Linked DNA regions of Anas platyrhynchos: region 2 is linked to region 1. The links are chromatin contacts, called in public Hi-C maps. All regions are on one chromosome and are shown on one strand. The core of a region is the stretch at or near the end of the contact, and the rest is flanking DNA. Distances in the headings are between cores, read along the strand shown.

Region 1 (7,197 bases), core at 352-2,851:
TGGCTGTGGCTGCTGTAGATGAAAAGGTTGATAAAGAAGCAGTTTCCTTATTCTTCAAGCTCTCTTAGTAATAATAAAAGCAACTATAAAATCAAACCTTAGCTTTTATCACTGTCTTTATACTTTGTGAACATCCCTGACCTGCCTAGTACAGTGTCACCCAGAGATAGTCCAAATAGCTCTAAACAAGCACACATATTTTACTCCCATAGTACAGTAACATAAAGGGATACAAGTTCAGACCCCTGACAACAATAAAGCAGATCCATGAAAGCCTGCTCTGAGCTATTTATTAGCCTGGCTGCACTCTCACATTGAGCTAGCGCCTTCCAGACCAGCTCTGGTAGCTCTGCACAGCAACCCATTGTGCAATGTGGACTTTGATGCCAAAGCCTGTGACCACTGCTATGAGCGGAATCATTAGTCACAAGGTCCCTGCTGATTATGTGTGTGTTAAGCAGAAAAAGATACCAGAAGAAGATCAAATATATATATATTTATATGTAAGAAGGAAGAAGAGAAAGAGTGAGAAAGAGAGAGAGAGAGAGATGACCATGAAGATGGTCATCAACCTGCCCACCACAAAAAAAATCAGCTTCTGACCAGTGGCATACCTGAACTTGGTTGAATCAGTGAGCCTGAGTTTTATACACAAGGGCATAGAAACCACTAAGAGCTTAAAGCATTTGTTATATCTGTACAATACCAGATTGGTAAACAGTAATAGAGTCTTCAGCTGTGTTCTCCTTTGCTCACGTAGCAAGTGACCTCTTATAAAGACGTTCCCGTGTACAACAAGGGTGTGTGTCTCTCTGTGAGGATAGCACTGCCACAGCTTCCTCTGCTTTGCTCTCTCACCAGTACAGAAATCACCCACTTGGTCTTATGAACCTTCCAACCCCAGGCTTCCCTTGCCTTCAAAAGCCTGCAGAAATCCCATGTAGCCATATAATCAACTCTGGGGGATGATCATGGATTTGTATTTGAGTCCTACTTGTTGTTCTTCTTCCTCAGTCCTTGCCTACCTGTTCGTTTCTCCTGGGACCGTGACTCACTGGAGGTTAGAACCACAGGTTTTATGTGGGCAGCCAGACTGCTACATATACTAAGGGGAATTACAACTGTATTCCTACCAGTCATCTGTATTATCCTTCCCTTATCTCAAACAACAAAAGCAACCAGATATATCTATGCACCTGGGACAGCTTTATGGGCCTCCCCACGCTCCTATTTATTTGCTATTTGCTAGGACTAGAAAGACCTTATCTCAGGTACCTGCAAATAAATAAATAAATAAATAAATAAATAAATAAATAAATAAAGTAAATAAAGCACATTAACATCCAAACAGCCAACCTAGATATTTTAATAGATACTTTTAGGAGATAGACACTGTGACGTCAGAGAGATCAGAAATGTCCTAGGTGCTCCTTCTCCTTCTGCTGACCATGCAGGCAGTTCCCAGGACACAGCAGTGCAGTGTAGGCATTGCAGAACTCAACATTTCATCAGAGAAATCTCACCTCTGGAGGCTTGCAGTTCATTTAGTGCAGAGGAAGCCCAGGTTTTCAAAACCACTATCCGTATATCCACAAGTAGCATGGTGACATTAATGGGCCTTTTTGAATACAGCTTTAATGAAAAATAGCCTTATTTGCTGAGTATCTTCTCTGAAAGCCTACACCATACCAAGAACTCAAAGTGTGCCCTGCGTGCTCCCCTCTGTCAGCAGAGACATCCCTGTGCCAGAGCATCATTGCTGAGCAGCGTTCCTGCAGCTCTCAGAGAATCAGAGCTGTAAAAAATCCTGCCAGAGGGCAGCACATCCCTACAATTATTTTTTTCTTGAATTGCAGCACTCACTTTTAAATTGCAGCGTGTTAAGTTGCCCCTTTGAGATCTGTGCCACTGTCCTGCCCCCCTGCTCCCGCATCTGTCACAGGCTGGATCGGGGAGGTGCCAACAGCAGGGTTGTTCCTGGAGTGATTTGCCCCAGGATTCAGGGAGGACTTCCCACACAGGCCCTGTCTGCCTTGATTTTTACATGCAAAGGCACAGCAAGCAGCAGAAAAAAAACGCCATGGGGGACTCTCACGGAAAGATATTTCTAGCTGCTCTATTGTTAAAGAGGAAACATTTACCACTTTATATTCCTGTGCAAGGGTAAATTGCTGAGTTCTGACTTCATTCCACTCGATGCGTTGAGCCATCACACAAGCACACACATGCTCCAGCTGGGAGCACTCTGAAGTCACTTGTTTGCAGCTTGCCGAAAGGAATTCCTGTGCCCAGGCTCTGCTCAGGATTTTTCCCTTTAGCCAGGTTTTTCAAATCTGCTTTTAGTACCCCAGGATGACAGCACACGCTAAAATGTTCTGCTAAGTTTGTTTTTGCTAAGTATGTCTTTCAAATGTATCTGTCAGAAGTGACAAAAAAAAAAAAAAAAACAAATAACAACAACAAAAAAAAAAAACAAAATAAAACAACAACAACAAAAAAAAAAAAAAAAAAAAAAAAACAGGATGAGCATATCCTTTTCTACCCCTTCTGCTAATTATATTTTCTGTAAACCAAGTCAATGCAGAGGCAGTCCGTGCTGGTGTCCAGCTGACCCTGAGAATGCACAGTGGGCAGCAATTCCCAGCAAAGAGAAGAAAGTGGAAACCATATGTCTTTATTAGACAGCATGCAGCTCTAGCTGGGACCAAGCAAAACCAGCTCAAAACAGATGGTTCAGATCTGAGCGGATATACAGGGTATTACTTAAACCAGATATTTAAACCACAGAATACTGCTGAAAAAAAAAATAATAATAATAAAATACTGACTAAATGGTAAAGAAACAACTAGGCATTCATCAGATTATGCAAAGCCTGTATCCTTCTCCCCCAGTCCAGTTAGAGCTGAGGAACGTACTTTCAAGCTTTGGTATTTATCTTGTAACAAAAATCCTACTTCAGAGATGTTACACTATTCTTATTGAGGGATTAGAAAAATCGCAGATGATAAATAAAGACAATGATCTTTTCTCCTTTCTGGCTAACATTGTTACACAAGATGACATTGACTCAGCACAACCCTGATGGTCTTAAAACAGGCTGTCTCAACAGGCCAGCCAGTCACTAAATACCCTTATCAAAGATGTGCATGGTTTATAAAACAAGAATTTTCACACCCACAGAGATCCAATAAAATCCTTGGATTTTTACAGAATAATCCTTTTGTTGACTTTTTATCAGCAAAGCTAAAGCTGATGCACTCAGAAGTCTGATGAACTGGAACAAGTTTTGTCCAGCTTAAGGCATGCTGCTAGAAGTGAATCTTGCTTCCTGTGCCAGATCTGCATTTGGAGGCAATATGCTTGGAGGCTGCACAGATGCCCGGAGGCTGGTGACGGAAGAGATGACCCTGAAAGCTCCAGAGACTCCGACAGCTTCAGGGAGGACAGAAAGGGAGGATTCATTACTGTTATCCTCTATGTTCCCTCATAGGGATGAGAGCTCATTAGACCAGTGCATCCATTAACCATTTGCCTGGATGAGATTTTGCAGAGTATCTCTGTTATGTTAGTAAATGCAGGGGACTATGCAGCATAATGAATAATAAAAATGGAGCAGGATCTCACCTCACTGCTGCCTGACGAACTCAGTGATGCTCATGACTGACTGTAGCTGAGACTCAAGCCCTTATAGTATAATGTTTCACTGATCCTGACGAAGGTGCTGAATCCAGAGCAGCATGAACTGTCATGGGACATTTTATAGTGTTTCAAACCCTGGGTAGGGCACCCTGACAATGCTACAAATGAAAGTATGAATCTGTTGCAGAAAAGGTATTTTCCGTAGCACCTGTGAGGAATAAGCTAATTAATGCATCAAAAGCTGTGATCCAGCATTTTAACATGCTAATGGCATGTTGGTATACAGATACTGATAGCAATTTTGCAGTAAATTTTAACCTGTTATGAGGAAAGATTGAGACTAATGAACAGAGGAGAGCAGAGTTTAGCAAAACAGGCCCCAAGTCTGTGTGAGGCTCATCAGGAGCCACCTGGCCTCTGTTATCTCAGCTTCTTTTGCCACCATAGTGGAGTTTTGTCTTTATCTATGTGAGAGTACTTGTAGTCTGGTGGTCTACTAGGTAGCTAGAGTCCTGAATATGGAAAATGAAGAAAATCGATCAAGTGCCCTTATGCCATTTACTTTTCCTCTGGTTCATGCTGCACAGATGTCTCTCACCTGTAGACATTACACCTGGGAGTAGTCCAGCCTGGGAGATTAGGCTCATGCTTAGCCCTAGCAAAGAGGCAGCTGGTTTGATGGATTGATTTAATGTCCCACTGAAACATCCATAAAATCAGTCTTAATGCTTGGCTTTGTGTTTTGGATACCAGTGACGGTCGATTTCTGATATACACTTAAATAATCAAAGAGCTTCTTTAGCCTAGGTCCAGCCTGCCAAGGCTCCCAGTGCTCCATACCACATTTTTCCCTATTTTAAGCCCAAAAGTTTTCCAGTAACTCTCTTTTTCAAAGAGGGTAGCCCTTGCACTGGGAGCTAGAGTTTGGGCACTTATGTTACAGAATAAACATAATGGCCTGAATCCTGAAACAGCCCAACTGATCTGCAGTCCTATCATGCTGCCTTCATGTGATAGTGTATTGGAAAATTGTAATGATTACACCATGTGCAAAGCACAGGAGGTCTACATTCTTTGAGGGTACATCAGCCACAAGACATGAAGCCTGTGCTCAGGAGTTAGGTCAATCTCTGACTCCCAGGATGCCCATCTTTCCTGCCACGCTGCTCATGTATCTGTACTTCAAAATACCCACACCGCGGTTTAGCAGATGTGCTTGGAGGACACAGCGCAGCATAGGCAGCCCCCTGACTTAAGGATGCAGTAAAAACACACTGGAAGACCATTTTAAGACATCAAAACTGCTTGGGCTTTCCCTCTTCAGGGAGCTCCCTCACTTGCCAGAGCATATCTTGTATCCACACAGTGTGGATGGAAAACATTTTTCGACCAGAAATGGTCTTTATGGCGTGTTATTGCCATCCTTTTTCCTGCATTTCTGAGGCTACTGAGAGAAAAGAGCAAATACCAACAGTTCATTGCTGATTTACTATTATTACTCATAGCATTTTAAATTGTTTTGAACCAATTCCCTTAAAAAAAATTAAGGATTTATTTCTATAAGAATTTAGTTCTTTCAATTTTCTTGATTCAGTTGTATGGTAAACCCTAACCACAAAAATAAAAATAGAAAATAAAATAAATAAATAAACAAAATAAAACGTTTTGGCTGTTCTGAGCATATCTTTCTCACAGAAATTAAACAAAAGGGTAGCCCAGCACAACAGCAGGGAGTTGACTTTCCTCCCACCAACTTTCCCGCAAGCCCAGCAGTTGCTTTGCGTTTGCACTGGGATAAGAACGGCCCCCTGGACCGTGCAGAACAAACACCCACACGCTCGCAGCAGTGATTACAGCTTGCACCCAGCACCAGCACATTCGGGTGACATTCCTTTCTTCCCACTCCTACAGAATAACTGTAACGCAGCAGCAAAAATAAAACAGGCATTTGATTCTTTCCCCAACCCCCCGCGCTGCTGAGTATTACATTAGAACTAAATGTTATTTTTGGAGGGAATACAACAATTCAGTGTTGTCAATCCAAGGGATTATTGCAATTATTTTAAGACAGGAATTGTGTAAACCCCTGGTAAGCCTCGTGTATGGATTGGTTTCGAACAGGAGACTTTGAACAAATCTAATGAGCCTGACCAGAGGCATGCTGGTGCAGCCTCTTGATCTAGCTCTCATCTGCAGCCGTATGACCCACTGCTTCCAAGGGAGCACAGAGAGGGGATTTTAAGGAATTGCTGCAGAGTATCCTTGCAGCAGCTGGCGACTGCTAAGAACTAATGGACCAGTGCCAGCCTAAAAGGAAAAATCTGAGGATGAGGAAGGCAAATGTGAATATTTCACGTCTGGTTTTCACCTACTGCAAATGAATAATCATATACTGTCTTAAATCAGATGGGGCTCTGCCCCTGTAAGAGTGGGGAAATCACAACAAAAATAAGAGATTGCATGCTGGAAAATCACAAATCAAGTACTTGCTATCAAAAGCAGGGTAATGACCACTCAAGTTAGCATCTTCACTGCAATCAGGTCAGTTTATTACCAGGACGTGATTCAAGTGTACTTGAAGCTGAGTATTGCTGCTGAGGTACAAATGCAGCAATGGTACTCACAGAGTGCTATTCCTTCAAAATCAAGGTACATCCGTACTTGAACTGCTACAGAGGCCCAGGAAGAGTTTATCTTGTTTCTCTCTACTTCTAGCATAAATAGAAATGTTACTAGTCCAAATTCTACAAAAAAAAAGTTCAATGCAAATATTTAAGAAAATAACACTTGTCTGTGGAGAAGTCCAAATTTTCCAAAGGGCTTCAGATCATGCTTGTGCAAATTAACCCCATGCTATCACTACTTCCATCCCGTCCCCACCTCAGCCAGCTGGTACCTAGCCTGGGTGCGGTGCACCTGACTGCAGCCCGGTGAGGGTGATGAAGGGGCAGGAGGAAGATCAGAGGTGCTGCTGGATTCCCACATAGGAGAGTCCCACAGCAAACAGTCAGCAGGCCTTGGGCCTTCTCCCAGCATGTGAAATGGCAAATGTCCTCCCTGTGGCCACTGAGACAAGGCAGCCCAGCGTGGTGATGGAGACGCCTGGCATGAGCCTGCGTGTCTGCATGTCCTTCAGGAACCCTGGGCAGAAATGACAGGCTGATTCCCCCAGCATTAATACATGTATCAAAGATCACTTCCAATGTACATGGTGAGCTGCATAAGCAGCCATACATGGGTGGGACAGCAGTAATAATTTGAGTTGAAGGCAAATGTCAGCTTAGGAAAACCCACACATCGTTGTTCTTACTGCAGTCAAGGGCTGACTTGTAGGTCCTGTAGGGTTTCCATAGTTTAACACCCTCCTACCAGAGGGAAATGGAACTGTTCCCAAAATAAAGAGCAAATTCAGTAAGGGATAAAATGAATACTTTTTGTTCTGTCCTGAAAACCCCGCATTTGAAAGAGCAATATAAAAAATGCTCTTAATAATCTACAGTCTAATTGTCTGAGAAGTTTATTACTGGTGTGCAAACAAACATTGTTTTTCCAAAAGC
Region 2 (7,669 bases), core at 2,486-4,985, 49 kb after region 1:
TTTGACAGACTTGTTTAGAAGCTACTGCTCTCCACCAGACCCCAAATCATTTATTATTTTTATACATTTTAAGACAGAGGATTCTGAATTCCTTCTGTAACAGTGACTGGTTTTATATGAATTTTTAGATGCATGAAAACCAAATACAAACAGAAAACATAAAGGGAATTTCTGAATCATTGCTGTCCTTTGGTGCATAAAGCAACACCTTATAGAATCCCTTTAATAAATATATCAAGCTCCTGCTTAAAAGCAGTTTGATTTTTATTGCCCCCACTTAATCCTGCTGGAGAAATGTTACAGACTACCCTCATGATTAGTAGGAGTTTGTGAATTTCTGTCTAAATGTGTTTATTAATAATTTTTAAACATTTTTCTTGAACCAATGCTGTCCTTTTCTTTAAAGAGTTTATATCGTATCATGTATAACATGATGTATTTCTCATAAATTCTATTATCATCTGATATATCAGGGTGCAGACATTGTGGATTGTTTAGAAATTACATGTAGCCCCAGAAATTATGTGTCTTCAACAGAAATTATATATATTCAACGATCAGGAAGTACGCTATGATTAAACAGCTCTATCTTTTCTCAGGCCTTTTGTTTTCTGTTTTGCCATGATACCTCATCTTCTCTTCCCTGTTCTCCCAAGCATCTTTCTTCTGAACTGCTTCCAATCCAAATTCACCTGCTTGAAAACAGGCAGGCAGAATCACACACATTATTTCCAATTTAATTATTAATTCCATACACAATATCTCCAGGTGCATTAGGCCATTATAATGGCACCAACAGCTTCCTGGCTTTAGCAGGAATCTCTCTCCCTGAAGCCCCAGGACTTGCATTCAGCTTCCCAAGGCTACATTGCTATGGCAGCTCCCCACCACGCTCAGTTGTTCTCAGCTGAGACACTTAACCACGGCACTTTTTCCTACTGAATTTCGTCTTGCTCCTGTGACTCATCCTCAAAGCCACCGTGTTCCTTCTGTCTGATGTTCTGATCCTCCTCATATTCAAAGACAATAAATAATGGATAAAGACAGCTCATGTTGCAAAATTAAGCAGGCTGTAGGTTATGGATTGCAGCACTTCTGAAGTAAAACACACATGATTATAGAGACTTCGGCAAACATTCTGTATATTCAAGAACAAGATTAAAAATGGAGTGGGTTATTATTCTGTCAAAAACACTTTACAGTGTAAATATGAATTGATTTTGTCTTTTGCTTTTAAAGTTTAGTGTTCATGCATTTATTCCAGTCAATCTGCTTTATACCATACCTTAGCCATGCTGCTAACAAGGGATTAGTTCAGCAGAAAGGAAGTCTCCATATGACAGAGATCTGTGTAATGCTCTCTTTCAGTCTTGACCTTGGACATGGAGTTGGCCAAAGAAAGAAATACGGACACAGTGCAGCAGCTGAATGCACCTACATCTGCTTCAGACGTTTGAAGTGCAGTTCAGTTATACCTGGTTAGACATTGTGGGTGACAGAGCACCATAAAACTGACCCATCTGAGTTATGCTGCAGTTGTAACCATGCACCTAGAAAATAAAATGTGTTTATTTCTTATGATTACATGCTGGCAATCGAGATGGCATTTGCAAGCAGGAGAATGCAGTGACTAAAGGCGGTATCTTCTCACGCTAAGGGTAACATTTCTCACATTTTCTAGTTTTGAGACATTTTAGAAATGATCACTGTAGCTAATAGAAACCAAAACATTTCCCTAACCAAAATAATCGTCATAATGTACCATTATGGGAATGATCCCATACTGCCTATAAATATTGAAATATCCTACCTCATCCTACCGCAACATGATGTTATTAAAAGCCATACTGCTCCTTCTTTCATCTGATTTGAACAAATGACTTTCTGCCACAGTTTAAAACGACTTAGCTGATAGGGACTTTAGTGAAAAATTAAACCCCTCTTAAGCAAACACTGTGCAGGCTATGCTTATGGAAAATTATTCTCACAGTAATCAGCTGTACATGCTGACAAACTTGTTCTTTTCCTGGTTGCCTAGCCATCTACCAACCTCCCCTGGCTCCATGCCATGACCTCTGTGAAAGAGCTGCTCCAGCAGTAGCAAGTATTTTCCCAGAAAGCCTTAATAACTGTGCTGTAGGTTTTGAGTCTTCAAACAGCTACTTGTCTTATTGAAATTATTGTGAAAGTATTTTAAATGAAGATATTTGGTTTCATTTTTAAATAGATATGAGAAAATTCAAGGCCAAAAAAATCTAACTGAACAAAGCTGGTCAGCACTGCATGTATGCAGTTACAGCAAACGCTGAAAACCAAGTCTATAGTTATGAGTTCAAATAAACTCAATTCTAGCCCTCTTAAAATGCACAAAAATATCCTATCAGCTGAGAAAATAGTAGGTCTGAAGCTGAGACACATATTTTTCATCAAATTTCATGGAGGGCTTGAAGTACTCTGGTACCTTCCCAAAAAAGTGGTACACACACATCCTCCAATATTTATTTGTTGCAAACAAGTATTGAAAGAAAATGGATCAAAGGAACTTAAATAAATGTCTCTACTTCAGGTTGTAATCTACAGAGTCAATATTTATGCAATGATGATTGGTTTTAAGAGGCAGGATGCGGATGTGCTGCTCCACGTTTAATGTCTCCTCCCTGGGCAGGAGCTGCTGGGTTCTTGTACATACTTACAAGGCACCGAGGCACCAAACAAGGGTAGGGCTTCAGGCACTACTGTGCTGGCAGCATTTTAACTAAATACTAACAAAAAGAAAAAAAAATAAAAATAATTAGTTCTCATAGAAGAAATTAGAAACTCCTGCTTCTTTGCGAGGAGTGTGACTTTGTTGACAAGCATGAATAAAGTGGTAGATATCCACATGACGCGCTGATACCATTTATTTGTGCCACCTTAACATACCATGGGAAGAGTCCTTAATTGAATGTAATAATAGGGTAGCCAGGAAAATACCAATTAGAATAACTTGGCGGTCTGTGCTAAATTCTAGATATTCCTAAGATCTTATAGAAATTTGATTATCTTTACTTACTAGGATGGATTCAAAAATTAAGATTTATTTTTAGACTTGTCTCTGAGGTGAAACAACTAGACAGGCTGCAGGTTGTCTTGTTGATGCATCACCTACACAAGCAGTAGTCAATTGCATATGTAGTTTTAAAAAACAATCTGATGGTTTTCATCCGTCTTCTCACGACAGTTCGCCATGTGTTCCATTTCATTTTGCTTATCGGTTTGTTAGGGTTCTGTATTTGTTAAACATATTCTCGTTTTCCTGTAAAAACAATATAGGTCACCACGCCAGTGGCTCTAGTTGGCCTGAAGCAGATATAAATAATCCTGACGACAAAAATCAGGCCGATCAAGATACGCATGTTCTCAATCTTGCTTTATGAGGTGGAGCAAGAAGCCTTTGGGAATGCTGATGCATGAAGACTACCCCCCCCCCCCTTTTTTTATTTTTAATATAAACTAGCAAAACCACACAGAAACAGACAATTGAAGAAGCACTAATGCCAGAGACAGTTTGAAGCAGCAGCGAAGCCCTGGTTCTGAAAACATCTGCCAGATGAAGGCTGACCTTTGATGGGATGTGGCTCTTTGACCCTACGGGAGGGCAGCAGCAGAGCAAGTGGCACGCCCCAGAGCTGTAGCAAGGATCTGGTCGAGCGAGTCCCAGCACAACCCCAACAGGAACCAAAGTGCAGTCCGTGCCTATTCCTTCAGGCTGTTCCGTGCTGGATGGGGGCGCAGGGGAGACAGAGAGGAAGAGAGAAAGAAAAACTACAGGGAAGTTATTAAGCCAGCCACCAGGATCCGAGCTGCAATTGTGCTGAGCTGCATTACGTATCTGACAGTTGCTCACTGGGAGTTGCTCATCTCCTGCTATTGGGAGCAGATGACGGATCTCAGGCTAGCTCAGAGTGCAGACACGATCATCATCCTTAGCTCTGCCAGTAAAAAGGGTGGATTTCGCATGCACTTGCCTTGCACTACCCTCAGCTCAGCAAGGCCGCAAGCTCGCTGATCAGGGTGGGGGGCAGTCGCTGCAAACAAGAGCTGATGTCTCAAAGCCAGAGACTTCTGTTAAGGAAAAGTGCTGTAACAATGTATTAGCAGATCACAGTAAAGGATGTTTTTCTTTTTTTTTTTTTAACAGGTGAAGTTCTTGAGCTTTATGGTGGTTGATTAATGGCTGGAGGGAGATTTCATTACACTGAATTTAAAAGCTGTCAGGAAACTTGGAGGAAGGAGTGAAAGTTCCTTTTAATACCTGCAGGTAAATCAAAATCAACTCATATACTCCGCTCATGTTTATTGCTGGGTGTAAAACTCAGGAATCACACTAAGGTATGAGCCAAGCAAGAAGAATAAAATGAGTGTTTCAACAAACCCTGTGGTACACAATTTTGAAGATGAGCTATGATGATAGCTGGACTGGGGAAATATACCATTTTCTTCTAATTTGCAGGGCAGCTACAGAATTGTTCCACTGTTACTGCAGACAATGATCACCATACTTGCATAATAAAGAAGTATTAAGAGGAGAGAGAAGATGCCTCACGTTCCAGTTTGGTCTGTCTTCTACACAGTCCTGGAAAGGAGAGTAATACAGTCCAACGCTTCAGGCCTTTAAAGAATTGTAGAGGAGCCGTGAAGGGAGTCCTGTAACTGATTTCAAAATTAAAAACAAAACAAAAAACACATCAGTATCTTACATCAATATATTCAAAATGCATTTCTACATCCAAAGCAAAATCAATGTTATCCTCTGCTGAGCAAAACAGAAGGGCGCAAATTGCATTCCTTCATTCTCAAGTAAACAGTCTGAGGTTGAAAACAAGGGCTAGAGAAGATACAGCAAACAAAGACGAGTAACAGGCACTACAGGGAAAGAAAAAGTTCTAGCTGGCACCCAAGACAGCATTCGTGCAAGAAATGAAAGAACTTATTGTCCTGCTGCATTGGTTCTCAGGCTTCAGTCTGCTCACTGTAGCAGCGAGGACACGCTTCTGCCAGCCAGCCCACAAAGGGAGAGGATTCTTCCCACTGACACTACAGTTCCATATTCATAAGGAGTCAGCAGAGGCTTTACTAATTAATTGTCTACTTTGCAACATCTGTGGCTACTTCATGTCCTTCTGTGTCTGAAAATTATAGGATATAAATACAATATAGAGAAGAAAAAAAAAAAAAAAACACGACAGATTCCAGATCCTCTTTATTCCAGCCTATTACCTGCCTGTAACAGATCATACAAAATCTCTGTGAGAAGGGAAATACAGTGACTGAATCTGAACTGAGCTCTAAGTTAACAGATGATTCAGTCACCTCCACAGAAGGCTGCAGTCCCTAAACTTTTAAACGTTTGGTGCACGGGGAGTAGAAGTGAGTGAGCTTGTGAGTAAGATAGTTAATATGCTATTTATCGTTGGTTCAGCAACGATTTATACCCAATTCCCTTAAACGAGGTCTATGCAGAGAAAAACAATGCGGTTTACTTAAAAAAAAGAGAACTTGTATCTTCACAGCTCAAAAACCATTTCCAACCACAATGAGAGTTCCTCTTTTTTGGTTACCACAAGCGGTTTTGTAGTACATGGACTGGTGTTTTCTACAGGCCCAACCAGAAAGGGTGTTGAGGGAAACGAGCCTGTCCTTTCTTTTGTCCGTTCTTCTGCTGCCCTGTTGACATACCCCTTCAGTGTGGTGACACTAATCATACGTTCACAACTTTGATCTCCCCCAGCCATGCTTTTGTGGTTGCTGCAGCAATGTTTGCACTTGTACCGTGCTGCTCCACTTGCCATTGATGATGAGATCGAAGATAGAAGGCTGGAGATGTTTTCCGTTGAGATCTACATTCACCTTTAAGCCTGGTTGTTCTTTGGTGTAATGAGCTGTCTCTTCACCTTATGGATGGGACAATAAGACAACTGCACTGTATGACTTAAATTCAGTATTGGGACAAAAATCAAGATTTGAGAAACACAGTGCCGCTATTTAATAAATAAATAAATAAATACATAAAATAAATAAATAAATAAAAACTCCTTGGAAAACTAACTTCTTGCACTGAGAAAATTTAGAACTTCAAAAAAACTTTGAAATATACTCTGATTCATAGCTCTAGAAAAATCAACTTTAAGTAGAAAGTCTTGCTCAGCTTTTTACTCCACTTTCAATTGCAAAATGCTATTTTTGAAATCTGGTGAATATTTAAACTCTGAAACTCACAGTGTGTAACTTCAGCCTAGTTATGGAATTCAATTTGCAGCTGGCAAAAAAATTACTGGGAAAAATAGAGGTCCCCATTTAAAGATGAACTTCAGAGACACATAATTTCTGTCAAAGGTAAGCCTGACAAGGATAATAAAATCTGTTTATTAAATACATATTTATAATGTAACACTTTAAAATCATTACAGGTGCTTATACTGACATAAGAATGTCACTTTTGATATACTCCAGTTCCTTGGCCTTATGAGTTGGTATCTTAAATAGAATAAATGCAAATGAAGAGCAGTTTCCCACAAAGTTTATTGGCATCAGGAGTGGGCAACACAGCTCGAAGCTGCTTACTGCAGTACATGCAGAGGAAAGCTTAGGATAAAAAATGACAGCATCTTCCCTAAGAGAGGTCAGAAAGAACACTGCAATTTCTTCAAAATATAGACAGGTAGTTCTGGTTGGTGGCTTTGCTTAGCAGAATTTTGTTGAAACTGGATGTTTTATGCAGGAATAGCAGCTCTTTGCTGATATTACTTCAATTGTAAATACCAAAGGCAAAAATCTATTTTTCTTCGGGTACCTTGTACTCATCAGCAGATACTGATATTTCCATTTCACTTCAGGACTCGCTGCTTTGCCATGACACAAAAACAGAAACAGCTTTTGCATAATTAATGAAACACAAGATCTGAAAATAGCCCTTTTTTCTTCCCTTTCCTGTCTACCCCTATTAAAAAAGCATACAAAATCCTAACAATAGAGCCTGAAGGTTAAAAGGCCCTTAAGAATAGCTACCAGCCAGCTGGTCTGAGAGGAACAGTGTGAAGCAAAAAGTATCACCCAGAACTCTGAATGGAAGGATCTACACAGTAAGGAACAAACAGTAAAAGTTAACAGAAATGAGTGAGGAAAGAAAAGCAATGAACATAACATGTCAGAGAGGTGAGGAAAGTACCAGCATTTACCTGTGAAAGGTGCATTATATTTTTAGCTATTACACTATGACCACCAAGACACATACAAAATTTCCTTGAAACAGGCTCTGGCTGTAAAATTGTGAAAAGAAGGAAAGAAAGAAAAAAGAAGTGCCTTGTAAAGTGCTTCCATGTGTTTTATCTCTTCACATACGTTTTCAACAAACGGAATGCTGCCAATTCTTTAGCTAAAATATTTCCCCTTCCACTAAAATATGCACATACTTACACAAGAAAGGAATGAAAGTGAAGTACCTATGACTGCTGAAAAATAATTTGAAAGAACTGGTTCCTACTGTTTGCTGTTCCTTTATAGCAAAGACCCAAGCCACTTCTGTGAGCTCTGCACACTGAGGAGTCCTTTGTGCATGTATTTTAAACTCTTTTTATGCTAAAAGCTCGGGATTTTCCACTATGTCCTGTCTTCCTTATATTTTCGGACA

Evidence for each region. Hi-C and Micro-C count contacts between places; a contact is called where the count stands out from the background.
Region 2: a contact with region 1 is called in a Hi-C map of F1 follicle, with 1.9 times the contacts expected there. The contact joins the enhancer-like site here to the promoter of HYAL4 in region 1. A contact is called at or near these places in 4 of 8 Hi-C or Micro-C datasets (F1 follicle, F5 follicle, small yellow follicle and 1 more).

Annotation. Positions count from the first base shown.
Region 1 is chr1:23,302,176-23,309,372 of IASCAAS_PekinDuck_T2T, forward strand. HYAL4 (hyaluronidase 4) reads right to left here and starts at 1,602. Exons shown (of 8, transcript XM_005031695.2): 1 at 1,524-1,602. The coding sequence starts at 1,602.
Region 2 is chr1:23,349,281-23,356,949 of IASCAAS_PekinDuck_T2T, forward strand. It overlaps LOC119717008 (a long non-coding RNA gene), which reads right to left. Exons shown (of 2, transcript XR_011806814.1): 1 at 7,482-7,669; 2 at 4,322-4,692. Among named protein-coding and RNA genes, the nearest start is that of WASL, 4.9 kb to the right of the region's middle. Within about 2 kb of position 3,736, at least 3 of the 8 cell types and tissues checked have an H3K27ac peak or open chromatin away from gene starts, as enhancers often do. A contact at or near this core is called in F1 follicle and subcutaneous adipose tissue, where this site is marked.